2 separate regions of the Mus musculus genome follow, and region 2 is linked to region 1. Evidence: chromatin contacts called from public promoter capture Hi-C data. All regions are on one chromosome and are shown on one strand. The core of a region is the stretch at or near the end of the contact, and the rest is flanking DNA. Distances in the headings are between cores, read along the strand shown. Region 1 overlaps Gm46907 (a long non-coding RNA gene). Region 2 holds the start of Mpv17 (MpV17 mitochondrial inner membrane protein).

What was found. Promoter capture Hi-C pulls out the DNA fragments that hold promoters and counts their contacts.
Region 2: a promoter capture Hi-C map of the 3T3-L1 cell line shows a contact between it and region 1, with 2.6 times the contacts expected there. The contact joins the promoter of Mpv17 here to the enhancer-like site in region 1. A contact is called at or near these places in 19 of 39 promoter capture datasets (the 3T3-L1 cell line, the C10 cell line, the HPC-7 cell line and 11 more), 1 of 484 Hi-C or Micro-C datasets (nephron progenitors), 2 of 115 datasets of contacts at active chromatin or transcription factors (embryonic stem cells and pancreatic cancer cells) and 1 of 9 other capture datasets (adipose tissue).

The regions. Positions count from the first base shown.
Region 1 is chr5:30,800,754-30,808,009 of GRCm38.p6, reverse strand. The region is part of intron 1 of Gm46907 (a long non-coding RNA gene); the gene reads left to right. Among named protein-coding and RNA genes, the nearest start is that of Gm46907, 10 kb to the left of the region's middle. Within about 2 kb of position 5,124, at least 3 of the 459 cell types and tissues checked have an H3K27ac peak or open chromatin away from gene starts, as enhancers often do.
Region 2 is chr5:31,151,319-31,157,924 of GRCm38.p6, reverse strand. It overlaps Mpv17 (MpV17 mitochondrial inner membrane protein), which reads left to right and starts at 3,674. Exons shown (of 8, transcript NM_008622.6): 1 at 3,674-3,734; 2 at 4,183-4,257. The coding sequence starts at 4,188. It overlaps Gtf3c2 (general transcription factor IIIC, polypeptide 2, beta), which reads left to right. Exons shown (of 19, transcript NM_027901.2): 19 at 158-1,919. The coding sequence ends at 376.

The DNA of each region.
Region 1 (7,256 bases), core at 3,875-6,374:
GTAAATTCTCCCTCCCTCCCCACCCACCCACACCCAGTCTACCTTCCTACTGTAGTTATGGTGTAACTCTTCTCCCCCAACGCCCAGGGTGCTTTTCTATTAAAATCAGTTCTATTCTGAAATGTCAGTCACATGTTTGTGTCCATCTGATCTCTCTCACCATGATCATCTCTGACCCAGAATATTGAATTGTCTCACACCTGCCTGCCTTGTCAGACTCTCCATTTCTGATCCACCCCAGCATCACTGCCTTAGGGCTCTTTCTACAGGGTGAAGCCTGTCACATGACACCAGGCTTTAAATCCTCATGGCTTTTCTCCACAAAGTGGCTTATGAGAAAGTTATATAATTACATAGGGTGGAAGAGCTATAGAATGGATACATTTTCCAGGTTTTTGTTTTGTTTAGGGAGTAAGAACAACAATATCTTTTGCTTATTTGTTTGTTCGTTTCAAGACAGGTGTGTAAAAAAACCTGGAACTCTCTGTGCAGGACCAGGCTGTCCTTGAACTCAGAGCTGTGCCTGACTCTGCTTCCTGAGTGCTGGGATTAAAGGCATGTGCCACCACTGCTAATGATATCTTTTACACTGAAATGACTGGACATGTGAAGTAGATATAAAACCATGTGATTTTGAAAGTAAGACTTGTCTTAGTTAGGATTTCCATTGCTGTAAAGAGACACCATGACCAAGACAATTCTTATCAAGGACAATATTTAAAAGGGGCTGGCTTACAGGTTTAGAGGTTCAGTCCAGTATCATCATAGTAGAAAGGATGGCAGTGTCCAGGCAGGCAGGGCACTGGAGGAGCTGAGAGTTCTACATCTTGTACTGAAGGCAAACAGGAGAGCATTGTCTTTCAGGCAGGCAGGAGGAGGGTCTCAGAGCCTAACCCCACAGTGCCCACTTCCTCCAGCAAGGCCACACCTGCTAATATTGCCACACCTTGGGCCAAGCAGACAGTGCTCCTTGGGCATCTGTAAGTGTGGTAGAAGTTTCCATTCATATCAGAGGCCCAGAAGTGTTAATAGTTCACCTAAGCAAACCCACATGGCTAGTGAACATCAGAAGTAGGTTCTGTCTGGGAGGTGATGCTGCAAAGAAGTGGGTTCTGAACTACAGCCTGCGTCCAATCCACACCCCCTCTGTCCCATGCGTGCCGTGCCTTCTGACTGCCACCATTTGTCAAGGTGTCTTTTCCTCAACTCACTTCTAGATATAGGCACTGTCCTTGGCTCACTTTTGGACTAGCTAATGCAGGTCTAGGACGTGATATATGGGCAATTATTAAATGGATGGTGGAAGGATCAGTAAGCCTGCCAGACATAAACTGCTACATGAATATATAACATCTTTATTGAATGCGGATTTCTGGTCCTTCTTTTCTTTTTAGCATAGTATACCACAAACACTTTTTTTGACATAGTTATTTATATGTGAAGTTTAAATTTAAGTGGCTGTCCTGTTTTATTTATTTGAAGATTAGTGTGAAAGACTCAACTCTCATAAGAGAGTTCCAGTTATGAGAAAAATGACTGTGGTCCCTCATCCATGTGCTGGTTGCTTGCTTTAAGCCATTCTGGGGTTCAGGGCCAAGCATAGAAACATGTTGTTTTTCCTTGAGTCTTACCTGGTCACTTCATGGTGGCCTGTGTGTGGCTTAGGCCAATGTAGTCACTGATGAGTTTACGTCGCCATCTGGTGGTCATTCTGGGTAGTGCTATGAATGGAGTCCACCCTACTCAACCTGGAAAAGCCCTGGTAGACCAGGAGGGTCTGGCTAAGGATGGACAGGGATGGCGCAAGGGAAGACACACCTTTCTGGCAGCTGCTGCTGTAGCTAAGGATGAAGGCATGCCAAAGGAGGTTAACTTGGAGTGCTTTCCTCTCCCAGAATCCTCTGCTTCTCCAGTCGATCTTTCCATTCTCCAAGGCATGAAGATTCTCCTCGACTCTCATTTCTCCCTTTTTGATATTATGTGTGTGTGTGTGTGTGTGTGTGTGTGTGTGTGTGTGTGTGTGTAATGTGTGTGCTTTCGATATCATATGTATGGATCCAATACTTAATCAAAGCTCTAAAAATGTACCTTGATGCTTTTTTTTTTTTTCTAAAAATTTGTAGCTCTAGCTCTTAGATTTACATTTTTGACCCATTTTGGATGCGTTTTCCAGATTGTGAGGCAAATTCCAATTCCAATTTGTTTTGCATGTGGATATCTATGTGTCTAAACACAATTTGTTGAGAATACTGGTTTTAACTTTTTCTCCACTGAATTATCTTGAAATTGCTATTGTTAGGGTCAGAGTCTGGGCCTTTGCAGCTCTAACAAGCAAGGCTGGGCCACCATCCTGCACAGGCAAATAATAGTAACAGACAGAAAAAGATTCATACTGCATGTCCCTTGGGAGAACCGGTAAGGAGGGTCAATGGTATGCCCAAGCCCATGGTCTGAGTACTGACATGAGGTTAAGTAGAGAGCAAGAGGTGTGCTTCACTGCACATTTCTGGACAAGATGTGGCTCTGGCCCTCACTGACCCAATGCTGACTGCTGCCGTTGGCTCTCAGTCTGTCCTGAGTCAATGCCAGCATAGTGCAGACTCCTTCCAGAAGACAAGTCCCCCTCTGGGTGATGTAAAGGTCTCCAGCTTTAACTTCCCCAGCATGAGACTGGTCAGGGAAACATATGCTCCTTAGAGGCCATTGTTTTAGCAGACTGCTAGCTGCAGGGGACTGCATGTGCGTGTACGTGTGTGTGTGTGTGTGTGTGTGTGTGTGTGTGTGCTCCCTTATCTTCATGCCTGCCATGTGTTTTCGGGGTTTGGATAAGGTCTGAGTGTGTTTCCCAAAGTCTGTTGAGTTGGTTGGAGGGGTGGGTGTGGAGGGATATTTGAGAGGGAGGCCTACTGAGAGGTGTTGAGCTGTCTGGGGCTCCGTCTTCATGACTAGATTCATGATGGTTTCACCAGCTCCTTAAGGTTTTCCTGACTTTACTCTTCTGAGTCCTCTGTTGTTCCACATGAATTTTAAAGCCAGCTCTCCACCTTTACAGCTGGAATTCTGCTGCGGGTTATGCAGAATCTATGGCTCCATTTGAGGGACTATGGCCACCTTAATGATATGAAGTCATCTGATTCATGACCATGGAATTCTCTTTCATTTATTTAGGTTTTTTAAACATTTCCAACAGTTCCATGTGTTTCAGAGCACAATTGTACCTGTATCAATAAACACTTTATAGTTTATAAGTTTAAAAATATTTACTTTACCTGTATGTGTGCACAACTGTATGTGCATATCTGTAGGCAACCATTGTAGGGTGTCATATTCCCTCAACCTGCTGTCCCATGTGGTTTCAAGCTGCCCCACTGGGGCTGGGGACTGAATCTGGGTCCTCTCTGAGAGAAGCCAGTGCCACTGGGTCATCTTTCCAGCCCTCACCTTCTTCTTTTTGATGCTACTCTGACTGGAATTGCTTTCTTAATTTCACTTTTGAATTGGACAAGTCTCATTCTACACCAGAAGGAAAGGACCTTGCATGCACCCTTCACACAGATATGTGCTTCTACGCTGTATGTAAGGTCCCGTGTGTGCACACATTGCTGAAAAAGTTCTCCCTCCATGGTAGACAGTCTTGCACATAACAGACAAGAAGATGTGTGTATTATATCTTAAAAACTTACTGTTGAGAGACAGAGACAAGACAAAGTGTATGCCTTGTGTGAGTCCATGAATTAGTGTTCAACTCAAGACAATGCTCATTTTTCGGGGACATAGTTATTATCCATGGGGTGGGGGCACTGATACGACAGGAGAGTCACAGAGCTGATTTCCCAGGCCCTGGCAGTGTTCTGTCTCCAGCTGTACATTGGTTTAGTACAGATTTATCAAGTTGTGAACTTAGATCTGGCAGGTTGTTTGTATAACTTACACGCAGACATTTGAGAGAACGATGTCATGGAAACAGGTTAAGACTGGACTACATCATTGAATACCTGACCCATCAGATGTAGTGTGTCAACAACCATTCCCAGACTCTTTCTGAATTTCCTTTTAGCCACAATGCCCACTTCCTTTTGCAAGTACCCTTCCTTGAGTTTTAAAATGGTCCGTTTCTCCACCCACCACAAGATATTTCCTGGAGAGGGGCTTAGTTTACACCCAGGTATAACAGAAAGGCTATATATTTGATAATTAAAGAATTGAAGTGTAACAGTGATTAGGCTTCTACTTGCTGTGGCCCCTCTGTCTGCATTTTGAACTTCAGTCAGATCTACAAGTGGCCATCTGTTTCCTGGAGCATTTCACAGTGGCCAAGCAGGACCTGGTACAACACAGTTCCTGATCTCGGTGGCATTGGATTGACAGGTGAAGCCATGGGAAGCACGTGGTAAGACTCCTTGGGGTCCTGCCTTTGACTGATCCTGGGATGCTGAGGTCCAACCCTGTGCGTGATGTTTTGCATCCTGAATGTCTTGCCACACAGAATTGCATCATAAACTTAGCTCTGCCTCCCTCCTTAAAACTTCCTTATACAATTTTCTAAAGCAACGATCCCATTCCATCTTTAAGCTTCACACAGATTTATCAAGCTGTGTTCTCAGATATCTCCACATCTCATCGCTGTTGACATTTTGTGTGGAAGAATTCCTTGTTGCAGTGGCTCCCCCGAATGCATCCCGAGTAGATGGCTTGGCAGGGTCCTGGAACTCTATCCAATAGATTCAAGTAGTGCTAGTCTGCTACGTTGTGACAGCCAAAAGAATGTCCAAAGATTTCCTACTCTTGTCTCCTAGAGGACAAAACTGCCCCTGGCTGAGAGCCACTGGGCTCCATGAACAACTTCAGACCTCCAGTCTAGAAGGGAGCCCCACTTTGCTCACTTAGGTTAAACCATTAATCCCCAAAGTATTGGCTTTGATTATAGATTGGAATTGGGATACCAGTTTTCCTAAACACGATGACAGATGAAAGCAGTATCTGAGAAACAGAATGGAAGGCAGCATTCTTTTATGCCCCCGCTACCAATTCCCAGGAGTTTCGCAACCACAGTGCAGACAGCAGGGAGAAATCACAGAGCAATCTGCAGAAAGCCACTCCTTGGGCCACGTCGCAGATAGTTTACTCTGGAGACCTGGCTGTTGATCAACAGCAGCCCCCACATGGCAACAGACTAAGATGACTAGAGCGGGCCTCAAGTTCCTCTTAGGAGCCACCAGGAATTCTGATGATCACTGCCATGGCATTAAGGCAGCATTACTGAAGTGTCGTCCTTGGGACTCAAAACACTCAAAACCCGGTCAATCCTTTCCCAGTAGTTTCAGTTCCCCAGTCATGAAGGTGTCAAAGCCTTTCCCAAAAGTCTGTTTGTGATGTTGACTCCTCAGTGCCTGGAAATATGGCAATCTGGTGCTGCGGGGGTGGGGAGCACTCCAGGGCCCCCAATCTGCAACACTCAAACCAGTTTGCAATGAAGAATTCCAGCAACACGGAGGCACTGGTTAGAAGATGTCACCAAAGCACACAGAGCTGTTGGGAACTTTTCAGTTGGGTGAGCTTAGATTTCCGGGGAGTTGCCCCCAGAGGGCCTTGGAGAGCTTGAGTTCCTATAACCATGTTGTTTGTCCATTCAGAAATTACATAAGGAAATCACATCTAAAACAAACGGTTTCCTTTTAATAAAAAAAAAAAGTGAAAAAAAATCGCATATCAAGGAAATTTCCAATGCATTCATGTGACTTAGCAGGAAACAGTGCTCATCCAGGAAACAGATCTCACTGTAAAGCAGACACTGAGAAGAGCGAGGTGGCTTTACAGCGAACTTTTACGGCGTGGTAAGCTCAATATGTAGCTTGCTGGCAATGTTTTGTAATAGCTTCCATTGTCAGGTGGAGTGGTGCATGCCTTTAATCCCTGTGAGGTCGAGGCCAGCCTGATCTACATAGTTCCAGGCTAGCCAGGGCTGCCTAGTGAAATCCTGTCTCAAAATAAAATAACTTAAAAAAAAATCAATTGGATGATAGTGTCTACCCTTCTCAGTATCGTGGTTTCTTCTTCACACCTAGGGTTCCCATGAGCCCCTTCCACAGTTCCTAAAGCCACTTGTGCCCGAATGTGAGACAACCTGTAATTCCTAGAAATCAAGGCTGATGGTGCACAGTTCTAATGCTGGTTCTCCTGTCTGATCCTAGTTTTCAAGTCCAAAACTGTGGTTCTTTTTCAGCCGCACATGTATTAACATTCCCAGGGTCTTCCCAAGTACGCACCTGTACACGCCTCGGACCATGCAACGGTCTGTCTGTCATATGTGACTGTGCCTTCTCTCCATTTTGTTTTTGAGACAGGGTCTCGCTCTGTAGCCCAGCCTGCCCTTGCCTTCTGAGTGCTGGGACTAAAGCTTGTGTCTTCCCCCTCCACTCCCTGTATTTAGCATAGATTAGTGGAAACCTGCTTTGTTCCCCAGAGTGCTCTCCTGATTTTCTCCACCATCTAGAATTTCCTCATTAGGGTTGTATCTCTGAGGGTTAAGAAATCTCCACAAGGGCTGGAGAGATGGCTCAGTGGTGGAGAGCACTAACTGCTCTTCCAGAAGTCCTGGAGTTCAATTCCCTGCAACCACATGGTGGCTCACAACCATCTGTAATAGATACGGTGCCCTCTTCTGGTGTGTATGAAGACCTCTACAGTGTACTCATAGGCATAAAATAAATAAATCTTTACCAAAAAAAAAAAAAAAAAAAAGAAAGAAAAAAAAAAAAAAGAAAAAGAAAAGAAAAAAGAAATCATCACAAGGTACCCCACAGTACTAAAATTAACAATGCACTCACTCTGAGACAGGGTCTGTGTATATCTGACCTAGGCTGGCCTCACACTCGTGATCCCCCTGCCTCAACTTTCCAAATGCTGTGACTATAGCTTGTGCTTCACTCATTTTAGTGTGAGCTTAACTAGGTAATCTCCCCTAACAGTCAATGGCTTTTGAGGTCTAGTTGCCATACTCAACAGTAGGGTTCTAGAAAGCAAGTAAGCAGTCAAAGGCCCTTCAAAGACACTGAGAATATGGGATGACTAATCCCAATTCTTAAGAGACAGAGGCATGCAGATCTCTGAGTTCAAGGCCAGCCTGGTCTACAGAGCAAGTTCTGTTGACAGTCAAGCTTAGGTAGTGAAGGAAACCATCAAAAACAGACATCTGGTGAAGATGTGATTGAGCAAGGGGGGCCATGTTCCAGCTGCAGCAAGCAGCAGACCTTGGC
Region 2 (6,606 bases), core at 2,425-4,924, 350 kb before region 1:
TTGGGGAGCTCATCTTGTAGACTAGGTTGGTGTCAGACTCACAAGAGATCCGCCTGCTTCTGCCTTCTGATTGCTGAGATGAAAGGTGTGGTGATGTGTTTTTAAAGCTCATGCAGGTGCACTCTGAGGCTCTGTGGGTTTTCTGCTCTCTCCACAGGTACGCTTCAGCCCAAACCTGGACTCCTATGGATGGCTGGTATCTGGGGGGCAGTCAGGGTTGGTTCGGATCCATTTTGTTCGTGGACTCACCTCTCCGCTGGCCCACCGTGTACAGCTTGAAAGCCGAGCCAACTTCAATGCTATGTTCCAACCGTCCTTTCCAACTGAAGGGCCTGGTTTCTCTCCAAGCAGCCATTGCCTTCTCCCCAATCCCTAGTCTGGGCCACACAGAACTCTTGGATTGAAGTCTGCCAAGAACAAATGGCGCCCATGCATAGAGCATAGCACCTGGGCCCTTCCTGGACAGTGATGGTGCCAGGCCTAAATCTTTAGGCCTACATGCCCCAAACTCCTTAAATCCCTCTCCTTCCACAGACTTCTATGGTCACAGCTCCCTGCAGGTAGGGGGGCTCCCCCTCCACAACAATTCCTATGCCTAAAACCATGGCTCACAAGAAACACTCAGGCCAAACCTAGGCTTGGGAGTCAAATTGCTCATATTGAGCATATTGTGAAGGAGGTAAAGCTAAGTAAAGGTACTGGGTGTTTTTGAGAGCACTTGTGAGTGGGTGTTTGGACAGTCGGAAAGGATATCTTCATGAAGGCTCCTGTCTATTTCCAGAATTCGATGTTATTGCCTTCCGATCTCCCTCATTAGAATAACCAACACACAGGCCCGATGGTAGGGACAGTAATTTATTGGACTGAAGCTGCTCATAACTTAACTTTAACTGAGGAACAACATAAGCACCCTGCCAGTAGGACAGCAGCTAGTTCGTGTTTCTGCTTATGAAATATTCCCAATCACTGACATATGACACTACTTGAACACTCCTAGATAGTGTTTTTAAATTTTTTGAAGCTGAGTATAGTGGTGCATACCTGTAATCCCAGCACTTAGGAGGCCGAGGTAAGAGGATCACAAGTTTGCATTCAGTCTGGGCTATCTCATAAAACCAAAAAGTAAAAAAAAAAAAAGTAAAGAAAAGAAAAAAAAAGATCTTCTTTATATCAAGTCAGAGTATACCTCTCTTAATTTTACTAATGGGTGTTAGAAAATAGTCACCCCCCCTGTGGCTGCCCTTTCAGTACTTCACAGTAGCTATCATGTGTTCCCAAGGCATTTTTCCTCTAGATTAAATATCTTTAGTTATTTCAATCATTCTTTTACAAGTCATGATTTTTGATCTTTATGATATGGTCACATTGCTGACGTATTAAACATGTTTAAACTCTGTATAGAAAGTATTTAGAACCCAATAATGTATTGTTCGCTCAATCAAGTCCTCTGTGGATAGCAGCACCTCACATGACTGATACTGTCTTGAAAACACAGGCAGGGGACACATTGGAGTATACAGGCTGAAGTGTGGAAGGAAGTAGTTAGACCATCTTAGGAAATAGGAAACAGGTAGCCTGTTTCCTCTTGGATGGGATGCAGTTTACATTAGTATTGCCTGAAACAAAACCTAGACTTTAGAGCACTCAAGATTGGTCTGTTATATCTGGAAACAGTTTTCTACCTGAGTAGTGTAGAAGATTTGTCAAACGCCAGAAGTCTTTAAGAAGAGAGCCAAGTAGTGAGTCCCCTTCCTATACAGAAGAGGAAGCAGACCTCTAGGACAGTAAGGTCCTTACACAGCAGAAGGGCCCATAACTGCATTAGTGTTAGGAGCCAAGTGTTATAGCACTCTGTTGTGATCCAGCTCAGGCGGTGTCGGGCTTGCTTTTTGAACTAATAAAGAAGTGCCTTCCATTGCAGAGGAGCTTGGCTTGTCCTGCAGAGCAACCCATCCATACAGCACATCTGTATTTCCCTACTTCCAGCGTTAGAGAAGGTGGAACCTGGGGGGGGGACTAAAGGCTGTGCCAGCGACCCTGCTCCTGGTGTTGATTCACGCTTGAGCTGAGAAGTAACTGTGGGGGCAATATTTTCTGTTCTGTTCTTTCTCCTCTCCCACAAGCCTTTTCTCCTCAGTCCTTTCTTCCCTATCTTCCTTCCCAGTGTAGCTGTTCTTGGTTCTTGCTCTTCTTCCTGTGTGCCTTAGCTTATTCTGTTGCCTTTGACACCAACACCTAAACCTATGTGTCCTTCAAGATCTCATCTCGGCTGGGATGTAGCTCAATGGAAGAGCATGGACTTAGTGTGTGTGCAAGATCCTGGGCTCACTTCCCTCCTGGTATCTTCTCCCCTCCAGAAACTCCCAGGTCAAACCTCACTAAGGGACTTTTATATTTCTCTAGTGGGAGAGAAGGGAGGATAGATAAATGATATTAAGCATTTTCTCGGTTTGGGGTGCTTTTCATATACCCCTGAGCTCCATGGGGTAGGTACTATTTTATGTAATGACAATTAGGTTCTGAGAGGTTAAGCAATCTGAATAAGGCTTGAATCCATATCGCTTAAAAACACCTTCCAATCTTGCACATTTGGACTCCCTTATTATGTCTACTAGTGAAATTCTTTTAGCATGTTCTGTACACAAGAATCTAATTCCCCTGAATTCTTACTCTCTCTAATAGAATCCATCCTTCATTAATCATACAGGAACTGACTAACTGAGCTGGGGGTGGACAGACATCAAATAAGTTGACCTTTTTCAAGGCTTGGAGACGTATACATCTTTACCTACCTCAGGAAGGGATTTGCAGGGAGTTGGGTGTTAAAACTAGAGGGAGATTAAGATTCCTAAAATGTTTTTTTTTTTTTAAATATAGTTTTATGCCTCTTTGCTTAACATGACTAGAAGCCGGGTGTGGTGGCGCACTCCTTTAATCCCAGCACTTGGGAGGCTAAGGCAGGTGGATTTCTGAGTTGGAGGCCAGCCTGGTCTACAGAGTGTGTTCCAAGACAGCCAGGGCTACACAGAGAAACCTTGTCTTGGAAAAACAACAAACAAAGCATGACTCTAGAAACCCATAAAGCAAAACAAACCCTCCATTGAGTTGCCTCTTGTACAGCCCTAGAATTCAAGGAGCCCTGATTGCAAGACAGGGTCATTTTACAAAATTCATGACCAAACTTAAGACAGCTAGCACGGGCGTTCTCAGGTTCTGCTAAGCCAGTGGTTCTGAAAGTTGACTGCTTGTCCAGAAAGATTTTTCAGACAAAACTTAAAAATTTGGTATAAAGAACAAGGAAAAAAAATAGAACAAGTCTGAGTTCTGCTCACTTGGGAGCTTGGGTATACCTGCACTACTTCAGCATTCAAGTTTCCAAACTGAGAAGGGCGTCTAGACCTGACTACCTCCGGGAGACTGACAGTCTGGCCTGATAGTCTGGGGAGAACGAGGGTGGGGGGTGGGGGCAGCCGAGTTACAGGGAAGCACAGACTGTCCTACACCGATGTTTGGTGCAGTCCACGAGAAGGGGGCTGCCCACTCCCCTTAAGTGGTCGGCTGAGCCGCCTCGCAAGGGGTATCAAAGGCCCCACCCACCTGCATTCCTCCTGGACTGCTTGTGTCCAAACAACAGCCCGGCCCGCAGGCAGACGGAAGAGGCGGTGCTCGATACGGAAGTCCCTGGACCAGCTTCGGTCACGTGAGAGAAGGTTCTGCGCAGAGCTGGCACTCAGGTGAGCGGAGGTTCTTGGCATTCAGAGACTTGAAGCACTGTGGGTTGAGAGTTCTTGCAGGTCATGTGACCTTACAGATCCAGGTCTTGGTTTATTTCTGGTGTGTAGTTACTCTTATAAAGGAGATTCCAACTGAATCTGGGGACCTATCGTGTTTACTTGGGGGATGGAACCCAGACTCTGGATGGAAGCCAGAGTAAGTCTAATTTCATGAGTGTCTTAATCAGGACTGGATGCCTTGCTTCAGGACCAGGACCAGGTTACTCAAAACTGCTTCCTTTCCAGATGAATAGTGACCACAAGGCAGGGGCACGGCCCAGTAAGCAAGCTTTCTGAGGCCTCTGTCACTTGCAGAGTTTGGAAGTAAGGAGAGTGAGCATAAGGAAATGGCAGGCATGTTCTTTACTGTGAGGGGCAATGGGAGTGACTTATCCTCTTGGTTTGACAGGGAGCATGGCACTCTGGCGAGCATACCAGAGAGCCCTGGCAGCACATCCGTGGAAAGTCCAGGTTCTGACAGCTGGTGAGTGTCACTCTGGGACCAGAGTATAATTAGAGCAGCTGATTTGAGGTGGAGGAGGAGGCCCATATCACGACACCACCTACCTCCTCCAGTTTAGCCCCCCCCCCCCGGAAGTGTTTCCCTTCTCCTGAACTATTATGTCTGTTTTGGAGGGTGAGCTGTTTCTGAGACCCATGCTGGAGGGGAGACGAAATAGAGACGTGGCTCAGAGGTTAACAGCGCATACTGCTCTGTAGAGGATTCTACACTATGTCATGTAGCTCAGAGCCACCTGTAGCACCAGCTCCAGAGAGCTCTGTCACCTCCAACCACTTGGGGCATCTGCACTCACTTGCACAAACACACACAGTTTAAAATGATAACAATAAATCTAAAAGAGAGAGATGCACAGTCTGTCGAGCAAGACTTAAAGTCCTCAAGAAATTAGGTGATAGTTTCTGTTTTTGTTTTTCAAGGCAGGACTTCTCTGTATGGTCCTGGCTGTCATGAAAATCTGTGTGCCAGGGTGGCCTTCAACTTAGAGATCCACCTGTCTCTCCTTCCTAAGTGCTGGGATTAAAGGGATGTGCCACCACTGCCTAGCCTAAGTAGTCCATTCTTAAAAAGCATTGCCCCCAAGAGACCCCACCTTGGGAAATTAAATGCTTTCCTCTTATACTTTATAGTGTGCTGAGCACATTGTCTCCATGCATAGGCGCCTCCAAAGGTCTGTTAGCAGGAATGAGTCCACATTAAATGACACACCTAACAAGTGCTGAAGTAACTTACTCCATTTTTATACATAATGTTTATTGTGAAGTGTATAAAACAGTCATATATCTAAAGTTTAAATCATATTAAAAGGGAATCCTTCAGTAATCAGCTTTGGAACTCTGTTGGATCCCTCTCTTTCAATTCATATATTCCAGTTTTTATTTCATTTTTAAGACAAGAGTCACACAACCCTGGGCTGACCTAGAATTCACATTGTAGCCAGACTGGCCTTAAACTTGCAGCTGTCTCTTCTCAGCCCCCTGAATGCTGAAATTACAAATGTAAACCACTACGGCTGGCTAGATGGCCACTCTCCTAAGCTTAGCTTACATCATTGTTTGGCTTTTCTTACAAACATATTCTCAGTACACTACCTGCGGCTTTTTTACTCTGTCAGCGATGAAGTAGCAGCTTCACAGAGCGCCTCCAGTGCCTCTTTGTATCTGTTCCACCCTTCCTTTTGCTGGCTACTCATTGTTATGACTGGGGCTACTCTGAGGTCGTTTGCTTTGAAGCACATCTTAGGTTCCTCCGTGGCCAACTTTTCAGGCAAATCTGAAGTTTTTTCATATGCATACAGAAGCCACAGCATGAGGAGCAAAGTGCTAGTTCAAGGAAGCCTCAGCAGGCCTCTGAGCATCAGAGCATCAGAGCATTGCAGTGGGCGGTCAGGTAATAAACAAGGCTTGCCTATGCTTAGATAAAGAACCCATATTCGGCAGAGGGCTGAGGGGAAAGAGGGGGGCTGAAGGGTAGGTAGGCCAGAGGTCTTGTTAGTAGAATAGCTGTATGTTAGCATTAGAAGCCGCATGACTGGCCAGAAGGTGGACTCCTACTCCTCTCTGGCCCCTCGATAGCATCCTGTGCCCATCCACCTCTTGTCCTCAGAGTGTCCGACCTGCATGACTCACCTGGCTGAGTGTGTGGTGACTCATGCTGGACTGTGTGGCTGTGATGGGAACTGACATGCTGGGCCCTTTGCCCAGCCTCAGATTCCCTCAGGGCCCCTAGCTGCCAGATAGAAGGTCCCCCCCTTGTGGCCATAGGGATGGAGAGGAAAGGACAGTCATGCTTCCCCCACCTAAATGATCCATAGCTAACTAAAGCTCCAAGGGCACAAGTGCAGAGATGTGGCTCCCTGGGCTCCCTGGTCTGCCTGGACTGGGATCTTACACGGCCTCATGTACACATCACTCCTGACGCTGCTGCGTCTTCATCTGGTTCTGAAGCAACCTGTAGCCTCACAGTACGTCTCACAGACTTCCCCTTCTTTCCTGACAGGGTGTTTGGACCAACCTACAAATAAAAGGTGGGGGTGGGCTTAGCTCACCTTACCATTTTGGACTATTGTCAGAGAACAGTGTCTCTAGAGGTCCCATGGGATAGCTCACACTGAGAAACAACAGAGATTTCAGACTTGGAGCTAGAAGACCAAGATCTGAATCTCAGAACATAGCACTTAGTAACTGCCTAATTAGTCCACATCAATAAACCTCTTTGGGCCTCAGTTTCCTCATTTAGAACTTAAAAGGTCAGTTCCAGGAATTATCTCTGAGAGAAGCTCTGCAAGTGTTATTCATTTGCCTACTCACAGTC